Regions from separate parts of the Mus musculus genome. Here regions 2, 3 and 4 are each linked to region 1. A link is a contact called in public Hi-C and HiChIP or PLAC-seq data. All regions are on one chromosome and are shown on one strand. Each heading gives the region's core, a stretch centred on a gene start, on an enhancer-like site or on the middle of the called end of the contact. The rest is flanking DNA. Distances are from core to core; before and after follow the strand shown. Region 1 holds the start of Kansl1l (KAT8 regulatory NSL complex subunit 1-like). Region 2 has its middle 62 kb from the start of Gm51629. Region 3 has its middle 43 kb from the start of Gm51629. Region 4 overlaps Gm51629 (a long non-coding RNA gene).

Region 1 (3,092 bases), core at 409-2,908:
CTCTGCCTCCCAGGTGCTGGCATTAAAGGCGTGCACCACCACACCTGGCTTGACAAAGTAACCTGTAGGCTCCATAATTACCCCAGCTTTAAATTTGAATTCCTTGTCAGTCATTACTCTGCTAGATACTGAGTGTAGGGCCTCCTTCACCCATGCTAGGCAAGCGCCCTCTCTTGTCTATGATTTAACAATGTAAGAGACAGTGTTGTTTTCTGCTCCAATAGTTGGATGCATATCATCTCCACCTAAGGGTACTGCTTTCTAAGTTATTCATGCCTTCCTCCCATTTTTTTTTTTTTTGTGAAGCCTTTAAAATGAATGCCCAGGTGAATACAGGATCTTAGAACTGCTTGATCACCGTTGACTTCTCAAACGGCTATACATCCACTGTGCAGTTTTGTTTTGGGTTTAGACACAGTCTCAGTATGTCGCTATGATTATCCTGGACCTAACCACTAGACTAGGCTGGCCCACCTGTGCCTGGGATTAAAGGTTTGTACCATCACTCCAGACCCTACCACATTCTTTAAGTGTTTTACCCATCCCTTTAAATATGACAAATATCCAGTGTTTACTTTTTCCTCCAACACACTGTTAGTCCATGATTTTTAATTGAATGAAGGCAAATCTATTTTCTGGACTGCCCATCCTTGACCCATATTGAGCAATTATTGTTCTGAGTAATTTTTATAACCATTTTCCCTACTGTAGGCAGTTTATCATAAAAATTATTTCAGCTATTTATTCATGTACTAGAAAAAGAAAGAACAGTTAATTTTCCAACTCTGGTAATGTCTTAAGTATTGCTTCTTTATGACTTCAATTCTATACACTCCTGCCTGTAAGCCCTTCCAAATAAATAAGGTAGAAGTGATATATCGATCTAAAAATTCTAGTGCCTTTTCACTTCCTACAGCATTCTAGTGAAAATCTGCTTAGCAAAGCGTCTAATCTATTATCTAAGGAGCTATATTTAGGCTATCGTTTTTTTCTCAAGCATCAAGTTCAAGCCTGGGGAAATGCCCGGGTGCGTTTAACGGTGGTGAGCTGCGAGCTGCGAGCTGGGCCAGGTGCAAGACTCGCTCGCAGAGATGTTTCTGTCTCTAGCCAACTGTTTCCATTAAAATCCCGCTGGTCTGCGCTACCTCAGAGTTAACTGCAGAGCTCCTTAATCATAAGCTAACTCAAATGTATCCATGGCAGGTCTGCCACCTATTTTAAGGTCCTCAGAGGTCCGACAGAGCATGACTCGGGATCGAGCCTCTGGGACCCATAGAAGCAAAAGGTTGGAGCGTTGAGGGCTGCTTAACCCTCGGCCTGGCCAGGACGGCCCTGCCCGCCCGGAGTTTCCAGGTCTTATTTTCCTGTAACAGACCTAAAGAAACCGCAGCGCCCCGCAGCACGGCCGGCGGGGTGACTTTTGCGGGCTGGCACCGGGGTGGAGAGAGCGCGGGACAACGGCGGCGCGGAACGCACTGGGAGCCGGCAGAGTTCGGCCACCGCGCTCAGGCTGCTTTCAGAACGCTCCCAGCGGCTTCCGCGGGCCCCGCCCCCGCCGGGGTTTCCCCGCCGCCCGTCTCATTTGCATGGCGCGCCCCTCCCCCGCTGCCATTGGCCGGCGCCGGGCCCCGCCCTCCCCCACTCCCCTCCCTCCGCCGTAGGGTTCCGTCCCCCGAGCGCCCGGAGCTGCGGGCAGCGGGCGGACTGTTAAACCGCGGCGGCGGCGTCAGCCGGGGCGGGAGCGGGGCGCGCTCTGGAGACGAGTCGGCGGCGCCCCGGGTGGGGGGAGGCGGGCGGACAGCTAGAGATCGCCTCGGCGGCCCCCACCACGGCCGGACCGAAGGTGCGGCGGCGGAGGGCAGCCAGGGCGCCCCAGCAGGCGAGTGGCCGGCGTCGCAGCGGCGGGCTGAGGGGGGTGGGTCTCCTCGGCGGGGGACGGCGGCGGCGCGGGGCGGGAAAGAGCGGAGAAGACCGCCGGGTGGACTCGCGGGCTCGGCGTCCGCCGGGCAGCCCCCTTTGCACCCCGAACCCTGCTTGCCGTTGGACTGCGGGCCCCGGCACAAGACCGTGCTTTGGGGCAGGGGTCGGACCGCAGCCAAATTTAAACGGCTAAACCTAACAGCCTTGGCAGACACGGCGGGGAGGGGAGGGCGGGGCAGGGGGCGGGCCTGGATTCGAGTCACGTGGGGATGGGGCGGGGCTTGGCAGGCCTCCCTTTTGTTTTGGCTGGCGCGTGCGCAGAAGGCGGAACACGTGGTTTTTCTTGGGCACGCCCTCTCCCTCCCCCCCCCCCCGCCCCCCGCAAGGCTGGAGCAGCGGCGCCTGTCCTGGGGGTGTGGGGCGCTCTGTGGGAAGCTTTCCGTAACGCTGAGCTTGGCTGGCCAGCGGCGACATTAATTTCTTCTTATTTGGGGCCGTTATGGATTTGGCCTTTAGAATTGTTTGGGGTGGAAGGGAGTGTTGTGGTTTATTGAAAGGTAACCGGTCCGAGTTGGTGTTGCTGCTTGTGCCCAAGAGGGGAGAGGGCTAGCTTTAAAAAAAGAAACAGCGTTTGGTAAGGAGAAATAAATGCAGGACGGTGTTGTGTGGTCCCAAATCGGGGAAGGAGCTGTTGGGATCTGCCTTGCGAGGAGCGGGCGCTGCGTGGGCGTCCTCGGTACCCCCGCAGAAGGCGCGGTGGCGGTTCCCTGTCCTCGCTGTTCCCATCGCGGGTTCCCGGGAGACTGGAGTTGTGGGAGTCACCTTCTGGCTTTGATTCCCCCAGCTTGGACGCAGAATGTGCCGGAGAGACTAAGAAAGATTGGCCGCCGCCGCCGCCTTTAATAGTTTAACTTTGTGTTTGTAGAAAGGTTTTTAAATCCTGATTGGATAGGGCAAGTTTGATAGCAACATAACTTCCCCGAAACTGTTCCTGAGCACAGCTGGCAAAACAGGCAGGATTTGAGGGTAGAAGTAGTTCTAAAAATAATTCGACAGTGGAGGGGGAAAAGCGCAGGTGTGGAACGCAGACTGTTTAGTAATGCCGGGGGTTGATTTCTGCGGTTTCCAGAGAGCTAACTAGCCGTTTCCTTGGGCAAGTCACAGCCTTGCTG
Region 2 (3,092 bases), core at 180-2,679, 650 kb after region 1:
TGGAGCAGAGTTGTGTCAAGGGCTCACATAGTTATCTAACTTTCAAATGGATGATGCTAGCACTCTTCAACCTCCACAACAAGGCATTTCCATGATTCATCTACTTGTATGCATAGATACATATCCTACTGTTCCCCTTCAGAGTCCTAGGTAATATACCAACAGTTTATTTCAAATTCAATTCAGCTGTTGTAGAGAATGTACTTTACATGATTGAATTCTTTTTTATTTAAATACAAGGGTAGAACCCAGGACCTCACACCTTAAGCTACATCCTCATAATGTCATTCTCTTAAATGTGCTAAAGCTTATTTTTATTTTTAAAATTTATTTTATGTGTGGCATTTAACATCATTGATATTCTCTGTGGTATTATCAAGAGTTCACTGAGAATGTATCCGAGACTCACATATATTATATACAGAAGACTATATAAAAGACCATGTCAAAGCACAGATGAAAATATCCATGGATTCAGATTAGGCAAAGAATTCTTAATTATAATTCCAAAACCATTAGCTCCTCCCACAAAATGAACAAATCAATATTAAAACCTTTTGTTTTTCAAATGGCTTCATTATTAAAAACCTTAGCAAACAATATTGGAAAGAATATGTTCAAATTATTTTGCTTATAAAGGACATATATCCAGAAATTATAAAGAATTCTCACTGTGTAGTGTTTAAGGAGATAAACATCCCCATTATGTATTAAAAATGAGACAGTTATTCATATTGCTGATTATCCATCACAATAATATTATAACAGGCACTTCACTACCAAGGGTATAATAACAGCAGTTAAGAACATACAGAGAGGGTTCGTATCATGAATCAATATGAAATTCTAATTCAAATTGCAACAAGATGTTACTAATACACACTAAAATGTGTTCAGTTCAAAAGATAAACAAAAATGTCAAGTGCTGATATGGCTGTGAGCAGGGAAAACCCTAGGGATTGTAGATTAATATAAGATTACAGAAGTGAGCATCTACTTTGCATAGCTTTTAGTCCACTTTAAAAACTTAAGAATATACCTACCACATGACCTAACTATTCTATTCTCATCCACTTAGCCTAGAAAAAAAAATCTTCGTGCTCATAGGAGCATAACATCCAATATTCAAAAAATGGAAGTCGTCCAAACATCTATCACTTAGGAAGTTGAATGAACCAAGTATGACAGATTTCTGTGCTAGGACACAGTGCTGTCTCAGGGCCCAGACACTGACACATGAAACAACCAGGATAAACACTGAGGCATTTTGCTAAATTGAAGGAGCCAGATACAAAGAACTTCCTGTGTGACTTTATTCGAATGGCATTTTATAAAAAGCAAAGCTGCCAAGCCCACAAGGAGATCACTAGTGGCCAAGGCCAGGGGTGGGAACAGCAACTGATCATAACTAGCGTGGGAATTCAGTGTGGTGTCTCTAGAGCGCCACAGCTGGAATGGGAGCACGCCACTGAGCTCTTCAGTGCTCATCAAATATCGTTTGTACTGGGAGGGTGGATTGGTTTGTTTATTTGCTTGCTTTTTGAGGGAGGGTTTCTCTGTGTGTCCCTGGCTGTCCTAAACCAGGGTGATCTTGAACTCAGAGATCCAGGAGCATCTACTCCCCAAGTGCTGGGATTACAGATGATTAGAAAATTTTTAACATGCAAAATATATCCCTATAAATGTGTTAAACTGTACAATTGGCTGCTAAATGGGTTGTTATATAAATGTTCATTAATCGGTATTGTTTATACTGACATACTTATTGATATCCTCTCTGCTTTCTTTAATTCTCAGATGGAATCTCAAGAATTGAAATCCACAGCTATAATTATATAATTGTCCCTATTTCCTTTTATTTCCATTAAAAATTTCCAACATGCATTTTCTACAACTAAAATAAAATGCATCCTTTTAGTGCACATGTGTGATAATCATTATTAATACACATGTAGGACTTCTTACATCTTATTGATGAATTGATACCTATCATAATTCATTTTCCTCCTTTTCTGGTAATATGGTTTTGATGAAATTTACTTTGAATAATATTAATGTATTAGTTTGGGTTTCTATTGCTGTGATGTAACACCCTGAGTACAAAAAGCAAGTTGGGGAGAAAAGCATTTATTTAGTTTACACTTCCATTTTGCTGTTCATTATTGAAGGAAGTCAGGGCAAGAACTCAAACATGGCAGGAACCAGGAGGTAGGAGCACATGCAAAGGCCATGGCGCAGTGTTATTTACTGGCTAGCTTCCCAAGGATTCCTCAGTCTGCTTTCTTATAGAACCCTGGGCCAGTAGCCCAGGGATGGCACCATCCTTTATGGGCTAGGCTCTCTCCCACTGATCACTAATTGGGGGAAAAGCCCTAAAGCTGGATCTTGTAGAGGCATTACCTCAACTGAGGCTCCTCCCTCTATGATGACCCCAAGTTTGTGTCAAGTTGACACTCAAAACCAGCCACTAAAATTAATATAATAATGCCACACATTTTAACAATTATGTAGCATGTATTCCATGCCATACTTTTAGCATGAGGACTGTGGTGTTATCCCAGAACCTATGTATTCCAGCTTGAGTATGGTGGTCACCTGTAATCTCAAGTCTAAATTGTTAGAAACAAGCAGGTCCCTGAGGTTCACTGGCCAGCCAGTCTTTCAGATTCACTGAGCTCCAACTTCATTGGGAAACCATGTCTTGAAAATTAAGGAAGAGGGAAATGGAGAAAAACACATTTAAGTGGATTGAAGTCAACCTCTGGCCTCCAGGTGATCACAAGTGCATACATACATGCATACACACACACACACACACACACACACACACACACACACACACACACACACACACACGAAAAGAAATCCCACAGTAATCACTGCTCTTTGTTCTCCTGCCCTCAGCCTCTAAGATATACTAATCTGCTTTCTGTTTATGTTTTTGTGTATTTTAAACTCAAATCTATGAAATCACATACAATGTGGTCTTTATGCCTGGATAGTTTCAGGTAGTATATTTTTAAGGTTGCCTGGTCTTTTTGCATTTGTTACTGACTGTATGACTATCAAAAGGCAATATTCAGTTCATTATC
Region 3 (3,092 bases), core at 397-2,896, 630 kb after region 1:
CCCTGTAGCTTCTTCCTTGGCACATGACTGTTTACAACCAAAGGTGCTATCGAAGGGCACTCAACAATGAACTTTATGTTGAGAATGGAATTGGTTTTTATCTATTCCTCTCCAATATGGAATTGATCTGCTCCCTTTAAAGGCCTTTGAAGAACTTAGTGGGGTTATAGAAAAAGGCTCTAACTAGGTTAAGTTAGGTCTGCAAATAATTCTCTAACAGAAAAAGAATGTAATGTATATTGTATTCATTTAAAATATTATGTTAGATAAGTGACTACTCCAATCTTCACCATTGGTTTCTGAGTTTTGAAATTTTATTCCTCTCTTGTGATTTAACATATTAGTGAATAAGATACAAATCTTGCTACAGGGATTTAGAAGGTATAATTAAATCTCTGAACGCTGTGAAAGATTTTCAAAAATAATCTTCTTTTACAACCTCAAAAACGTGATTGCTGCAAGTTAAATACAAGTCAAGCTGTGGTCTAGGCTACTCAGGAGGTTTGGCATCTGCCTTCTGCTTCACTTTGCTGTTTCATTAGGTACCAGGTTCATCAGACTCCTATTATTTTTCTTCTGTATGGTTCTCAGCTATGCCAGGCTTCTGCCTGTGTTGATGTTACTCCCTGTGTTTGAACACTCACCCACTTCCATAGCTTGGTATTTATTAATCTTGCAAACAAAGGCAGTGCATCCCACTGAAACCAAGCTCTTGACACGCGCGCACACACACACACACACACACACATATATGTTTATATATATATATATATATATATATATATATATATATATGTATATGTATATATGTATATATATTTGTCTCTGGGCATTCATTTTTGTTTTATTTGCTAACTTTGTGTCTTCCTGATAAAACATTGCCTCTTTGAGGGCAGGAATTTGAATGGCTTCTCCTGAAATTCTTCACACTCAGAAAAGTCCCTGCTCTACCTTTAGGATCTGAAGCCCTCATTTAGTAAATGAGTACACTGATGAATAATTGCATGTGAGGTAAGAACTATTGAGGCCACACCAGCTTTTCAGTCAAGTGGCAAAGGAAGAGTGAGTGAGCCTTCCTCTTCATATAAGTATCTCATTTACTGAAATGTACACAATCTTAACTGTTTAAAGATAAAGTTTTAGCCTCAGACTATCAAATTGAATCTGAGTGGAAGGGCAGAGAATAAGTTTCACTTTCTCTCTCAGCTTTGCCTGCTTGCAACAGTTAAGATGGTTCCCCTGTAAATGGCTTCCAATAAAGACACTTCTGAGAAAAACATGCTCAGAATTTGCCATCTGTGTACACGTAAAATCCTGTAAGGAATACTATCCTGTCTTCTCAGTGATAAAACAGGCACTCCCACTCTGATGGTCAAATATGTTCCTCGAGAGGATCAGGACACCCTACTCGGTACTCTGTAATAGACATTCGAATGCCTTCACTCCCCAGAGAGGGCTAGCGTTTCGGTCTTCAGCAGAGAGCATGTTTCTCTTTAAATATTTAAGCATTCTTTCTGCTTAATTTCTTTCCTCCAAGATGCACTTCATGCCTTTCAAATATTTGTCAACTGAAGACTCCACAATGCCTAAGCAGCGTGGGTGCAGGTGTAGTGCTACTGAACACAGTAACCATGGCAACGCCTAATTCCCATTTAATTTGCTATTTCCTTAGAAGAAGCAAAAACACAAGAAGGATGAAGCACTGTAGGCAGAGAAACAGGAAGGCACGCAGGAGTGGGACGGTGAGTGGGAATTAGACACAGACAGCGGCCTACAGGCTTTCTCCTTCACTTCCTTTAACTAAAAATGCCAAGGCCGGGGAAGCACAAAAACTATTTTTGAGAAAACACATTTATGGTGCTGCATATCAGAAAAAAAGTTCAACCTGGCTATTTTGGTTGGACTCTCTTTGTACATAGGACCAAGTTTAAACACAACCCCAGTGAACCTGAAGACCTCGGTGAAGATAGTTCAAGGTGATTTAAACTCCTTGGCTATCCAGGTCCCCTGAGTCTGGGCATTCCTCCCCAGAGTCTAAGCTTCTATCCTGAGATCCAAGCCACAGGAATGGCCCTGGGGCAGGAGCCTCTAACTGTTTCCTGGATCAGATTTAGTCTCTGAGCTTTCACAGGAGAAGCTGGCACACATCTAGTTGGAATGGCCCTAAAATTCCGAGTCCCTCCCACTTTTATATCCATTTGACAGTCAACTGAGTCACAAGACTGGGCAGGTACAACTGCCACCTTACTCCACCCTTAGCTCAGAAAACAGAAACATAAGTAGGTCTGGGGACACAGAGCCAGAGTGGCATGTGTCTTCTATGGCACCCCTTAAAAACAGTGAGTCTGGGCACAAATTACACAGTCTCATACCTAGTTCCAAATTAACTACCTTAGGAAAGTCACTCATTGGCTGCCTGCCTCAGCTGGCTTACTGATCCATCTTTCTCTGTCGAATACCTTTAGATTCATATATAGTTAGTAAAATCTTGACAGCCGATGCCCCTTTAGGGCACAAAAGAATTGCTTTAGGAATATACGATTTTTTGCTTCTCAATTTAAGTGATTCATTTTTTTAACAGGGTCTCATGTAGCCTCAACCTGCTCTGTTGTAAAAGTTGACTTGATCCTCTGATCCTCCTGTTTTCATCTGCTCTACCACGAGCTGTTGATGCCACGCTGGAACTCTAACTCGGGGCTTCCTGCAAGCACTTTACCAATTGAACTGTATCCCTGGCCTAGTCTGAACAATTTAAAATATTACGGACATAATATTTCCAGGCATGTAAGTACACAATCCTTTTTTAAAGGCAGTAAGTTCTCATGGTTACAAAATGCAGCAGTGCTGTTTACAATACAAATATATTAGGAAGGTCGAGGTGAAGATTGTATTTCAAAACAGGTTACTCATTTTAATGATTTGTATTAAAAAAAATAAAGAGCTATAGGCTCTTATAAATTCCCATGATGGTCCCTGTAAAATCCACAAGAGTCTGAAATCAGAATGTAGAGGACTGTACAAAGTTTTTGAAGCAACCAACCACACACATTTAATGTATTCCCACTCAAAAGGAAAAATGAACAAATGAGTAA
Region 4 (3,092 bases), core at 257-2,756, 590 kb after region 1:
AAGCCTCTCCTGCATCATGTACCCTAAGATCACACGTGTGTTTCTCCAACAAATACTAGTAAGTAGATAGGATAGTTTGTCCTAATGTTATAGAATATTGTGGCCTCATATTTATCCTATCCTAAGGTGGAAGAGAACAAACATTTAGCCTTTTAATTCAGAGTTGTTTCCCATTGTCTTTATAAAAAGAGAGAACAAAATTTCAATTATAATTTATATATCTCAAAGACAACATTTTTCAACTATCCCTTTTGAAGAACTATTCAGAAGGCAGTTTTCCACTCATGGCTTGTGGTTTGCCTGTGTGTATAAACACATAGTAGGATGTTAATTTCTTTATGTAAACTTCCAACAGTATTACAGACTGTTCTCAACTGGTATATAAATATAAATCAATTCTCCAGTCTGTAGGATGAAGATAAATAGAGCTAGGTACATTCTGTGCCATACACTTGGAAAACTGGGGAAGGATATGAATGCTTTCAACTTAATCAATGGTCATTTGATAGTAAGTGAAGAGCTGTCACTTGAGAAAGTCTCTACTGAAATTACCACCTTGACAGGGAGGAGACAATGAGATTATAATTGGGAATATATACATTTATGCATATACACATATGCAAGCTATAACAAGAAGTGACAAAGAGGCCATGAGTCTGAAGGAGCATAGGGAGAGGTATATGTGAAGGTCCAGAGGAAGGAAGGGGAAGGGAGAGATGCTACAATTATATTATAATCTCAAAAAATGCACAAAAATATTCTCAAATAAGATTCAGAATTCAGATGTGTTCTTTGAAAATTGAGAAAATTACCTATGTATTTCTTCTTCCTATTTATAGATTTGAGCTACATATATAAACACATATAGACATAAACACACATAAACACACACATAATAAATGCATATACATACAATAAACACACATTAATAAACATGCACACACATATACATAGGGCTAAAATAACAATTTTCATGTATTCCTTCACTGTGTAATACAATATTACTTCATAAGTAAATTATTTCAAACTTCAATAGCATACCCCTTTCTTAAAATGTCATATCTTAAAAGAGTTGCTATTTTTATTTATATACAAATTAAATTATAATAATGTAATCCTTTTCCTTTCTCATAGCAATATTTATTTCCAAAGTGAAATATACTAAATTGAATCCTGATCAAACTACTATCAGAAATGAAATTTAGAATACCTATCCTATAGACTATAGATTATTTTCTAGGCTGACAGAATAATCAATAGGTAATATTAGAGAACCTACATCTTTACCTTCCTACAATCCAAAGTATAAAACAAAAACAAAAACAAAAACTACACAAAACACTTGTAATCCTTACTTTCTGGCTAAGAAAAACATCTTACTGACTGGTGTGTTCAGCAGTCATTGTCTTAAGTCATTTAACTCAATTGGCTGCAGTGAGCCAAGGCTTACATCAAAGCAAAGAACATGTGCAAGACAAAACCACAGCCAATTGTTACCAAAATTGCTTTGTTCACCTCCTGGCTGCTCTCCTGTATTTCCAACTCCCCTGGGTTAGCCACTAGCTGCTACAGAGAGCATCTGAGGTAATGAACGCTGTTTTTAAAGCTTGCCTCCTCCTCTGAAGTATTCAATGTCAGGAAACACCCTGAATCAGGATTGCAGAATGTGAGCAAGTCTCTGGGCACAGACTCACCTGGTTAAGACAAACAGAAGTGGATCTCTTCAAACTGAAGGCAGCTTGCTGGAAATATTTTTTTCATGAGGAAATCACAGGAGAAGATATGAGACTGCTTTTTGTGAAATACACACTGGAAAATACAGTGTAAACGTGCAGGCACTCACTGTTTTACAAGGGGTGGTTAAATGATGAATAATAAGTTCAGTTTTATTCCCTGACTTGTTCCAATTGATAATTACATTCTTCATATGTAAAACCTTTATTAAAGATTTCACAAATTGGTCTTAAGAGTACTTCAGATGGCTCATTAAGAATTCTTATACTTTTTAAGGTTATAGACCAAAAGGAGCTGGAGAGATGGCTCAGTGGGTAAGAGTGTTGGCTGCTCCTCCAGAGAACCCAGGTTCAATTTTTAGCCCCCAGTTCTCAGCTCACAACTTGTCTGTTGCATCATGAATTTATAGTATTCCTTTCTCTTTTGCTACCTTGATGAAGAATTTCATTTGCATGAACTTTTTAGGACTCTTTTAAAGTCAGAAAATGCTGAGAGGCCAGATTTACTTTATTGTTAAAATATCTCCTTGCCTTAACGTTTTTTAAAAACACTTTTAGCATTTAATGAAACCACAAAATAATACCAGGGTTCTTTTGGGCAAGTATGCTTATAATTTTATAGAAATCACTCTTAATTTCCCGTTATTACACTCCATATTAATATATAAACATCCCAGTATTACTTGTCAGCACACACAGCTTCAAATGTTAATGTAAAGACTGCTGTTGAGTGATGGATCCAAGAGCAGTGCTGCCTCAATTTATATATCTGTGGTCCATAGCTTAGAACTATGTATACTTGGCCACTTTGCCAATAAGGATGAGAAAATGACATTACCAAGCTAAATGATTGAATATAAGTTTGCATACAATGCTTGCCTTGACATTTTAAAAGTAAATGAACCCTTCATTCACAAAGGGTAAAAGACATTCTTAAATATTAACATACATCAAATAAAGAGGCATGGTCCTATTGTTGAATATCACTCCCTTGTTTTTTATTAAATGTGGAAATCAAGGATATTGTTCTTAAAATATTTAGTAAATCATCATGATATGATAACCCTCAAAAGACAATTTATCATAAATGTATAATAATTAGTAGTGAAAACATTTGCATTTATTATCTGACCAAACAACATACAAGGATTACTTCCTGTCCAGGCATTCCTCAGTACTTTCATTCTTTTGGAAAATACAGAACTACTTGAATGGACTAGAGAAAAAAAGCCTGGTGGCTTTAGTAGTGTACACTTGTAGAACTGAGTTGTCTTAGTGTGGGGAAACATAGAGTATAGCATTTTTATAACCCCAGTTTGAACCCTGGATAACCATAGGGCTGGGGCGTAATACATGGAG

Evidence for each region. A called contact is a pair of places that touch in the nucleus more often than the background predicts. HiChIP or PLAC-seq counts read pairs in DNA pulled down with a chosen protein or histone mark.
Region 2: a Hi-C map of Sertoli cells shows a contact between it and region 1, with 5 times the contacts expected there. The contact joins the enhancer-like site here to the promoter of Kansl1l in region 1. A contact is called at or near these places in 11 of 39 promoter capture datasets (the 3T3-L1 cell line, 3T3-L1-derived adipocytes, the C10 cell line and 7 more), 8 of 484 Hi-C or Micro-C datasets (the N1E-115 cell line, Sertoli cells, embryonic stem cells and 3 more) and 13 of 115 datasets of contacts at active chromatin or transcription factors (astrocytes, embryonic forebrain, embryonic hindbrain and 8 more).
Region 3: a contact with region 1 is called in an H3K4me3 HiChIP or PLAC-seq map of forebrain, with 3 times the contacts expected there. The contact joins the enhancer-like site here to the promoter of Kansl1l in region 1. A contact is called at or near these places in 10 of 39 promoter capture datasets (the 3T3-L1 cell line, 3T3-L1-derived adipocytes, the C10 cell line and 6 more), 8 of 484 Hi-C or Micro-C datasets (the N1E-115 cell line, embryonic stem cells, muscle stem cells and 2 more) and 13 of 115 datasets of contacts at active chromatin or transcription factors (astrocytes, embryonic basal ganglia, embryonic forebrain and 7 more).
Region 4: a contact with region 1 is called in an H3K4me3 HiChIP or PLAC-seq map of pro-B cells, with 2.4 times the contacts expected there. The contact joins the enhancer-like site here to the promoter of Kansl1l in region 1. A contact is called at or near these places in 3 of 39 promoter capture datasets (the C10 cell line and pre-B cells), 1 of 484 Hi-C or Micro-C datasets (pre-B cells) and 2 of 115 datasets of contacts at active chromatin or transcription factors (large pre-B cells and pro-B cells).

What each region holds. Positions count from the first base shown.
Region 1 is chr1:66,816,161-66,819,252 of GRCm38.p6, reverse strand. Kansl1l (KAT8 regulatory NSL complex subunit 1-like) reads left to right here and starts at 1,658. Exons shown (of 15, transcript NM_001122738.1): 1 at 1,658-1,879.
Region 2 is chr1:66,167,203-66,170,294 of GRCm38.p6, reverse strand. No RefSeq gene overlaps it. Among named protein-coding and RNA genes, the nearest start is that of Gm51629, 62 kb to the left of the region's middle. Within about 2 kb of position 1,429, at least 14 of the 459 cell types and tissues checked have an H3K27ac peak or open chromatin away from gene starts, as enhancers often do. A contact at or near this core is called in Sertoli cells and muscle stem cells, where this site is marked.
Region 3 is chr1:66,185,800-66,188,891 of GRCm38.p6, reverse strand. It overlaps a transcript of Map2 not described here. Among named protein-coding and RNA genes, the nearest start is that of Gm51629, 43 kb to the left of the region's middle. Within about 2 kb of position 1,646, at least 44 of the 459 cell types and tissues checked have an H3K27ac peak or open chromatin away from gene starts, as enhancers often do. A contact at or near this core is called in astrocytes, forebrain, hippocampal neurons and 1 more, where this site is marked.
Region 4 is chr1:66,221,960-66,225,051 of GRCm38.p6, reverse strand. It overlaps Gm51629 (a long non-coding RNA gene), which reads left to right. Exons shown (of 3, transcript XR_003947841.1): 3 at 1-3,092. It also overlaps a transcript of Map2 not described here. Among named protein-coding and RNA genes, the nearest start is that of Gm51629, 7.2 kb to the left of the region's middle. Within about 2 kb of position 1,506, at least 7 of the 459 cell types and tissues checked have an H3K27ac peak or open chromatin away from gene starts, as enhancers often do. A contact at or near this core is called in pro-B cells, where this site is marked.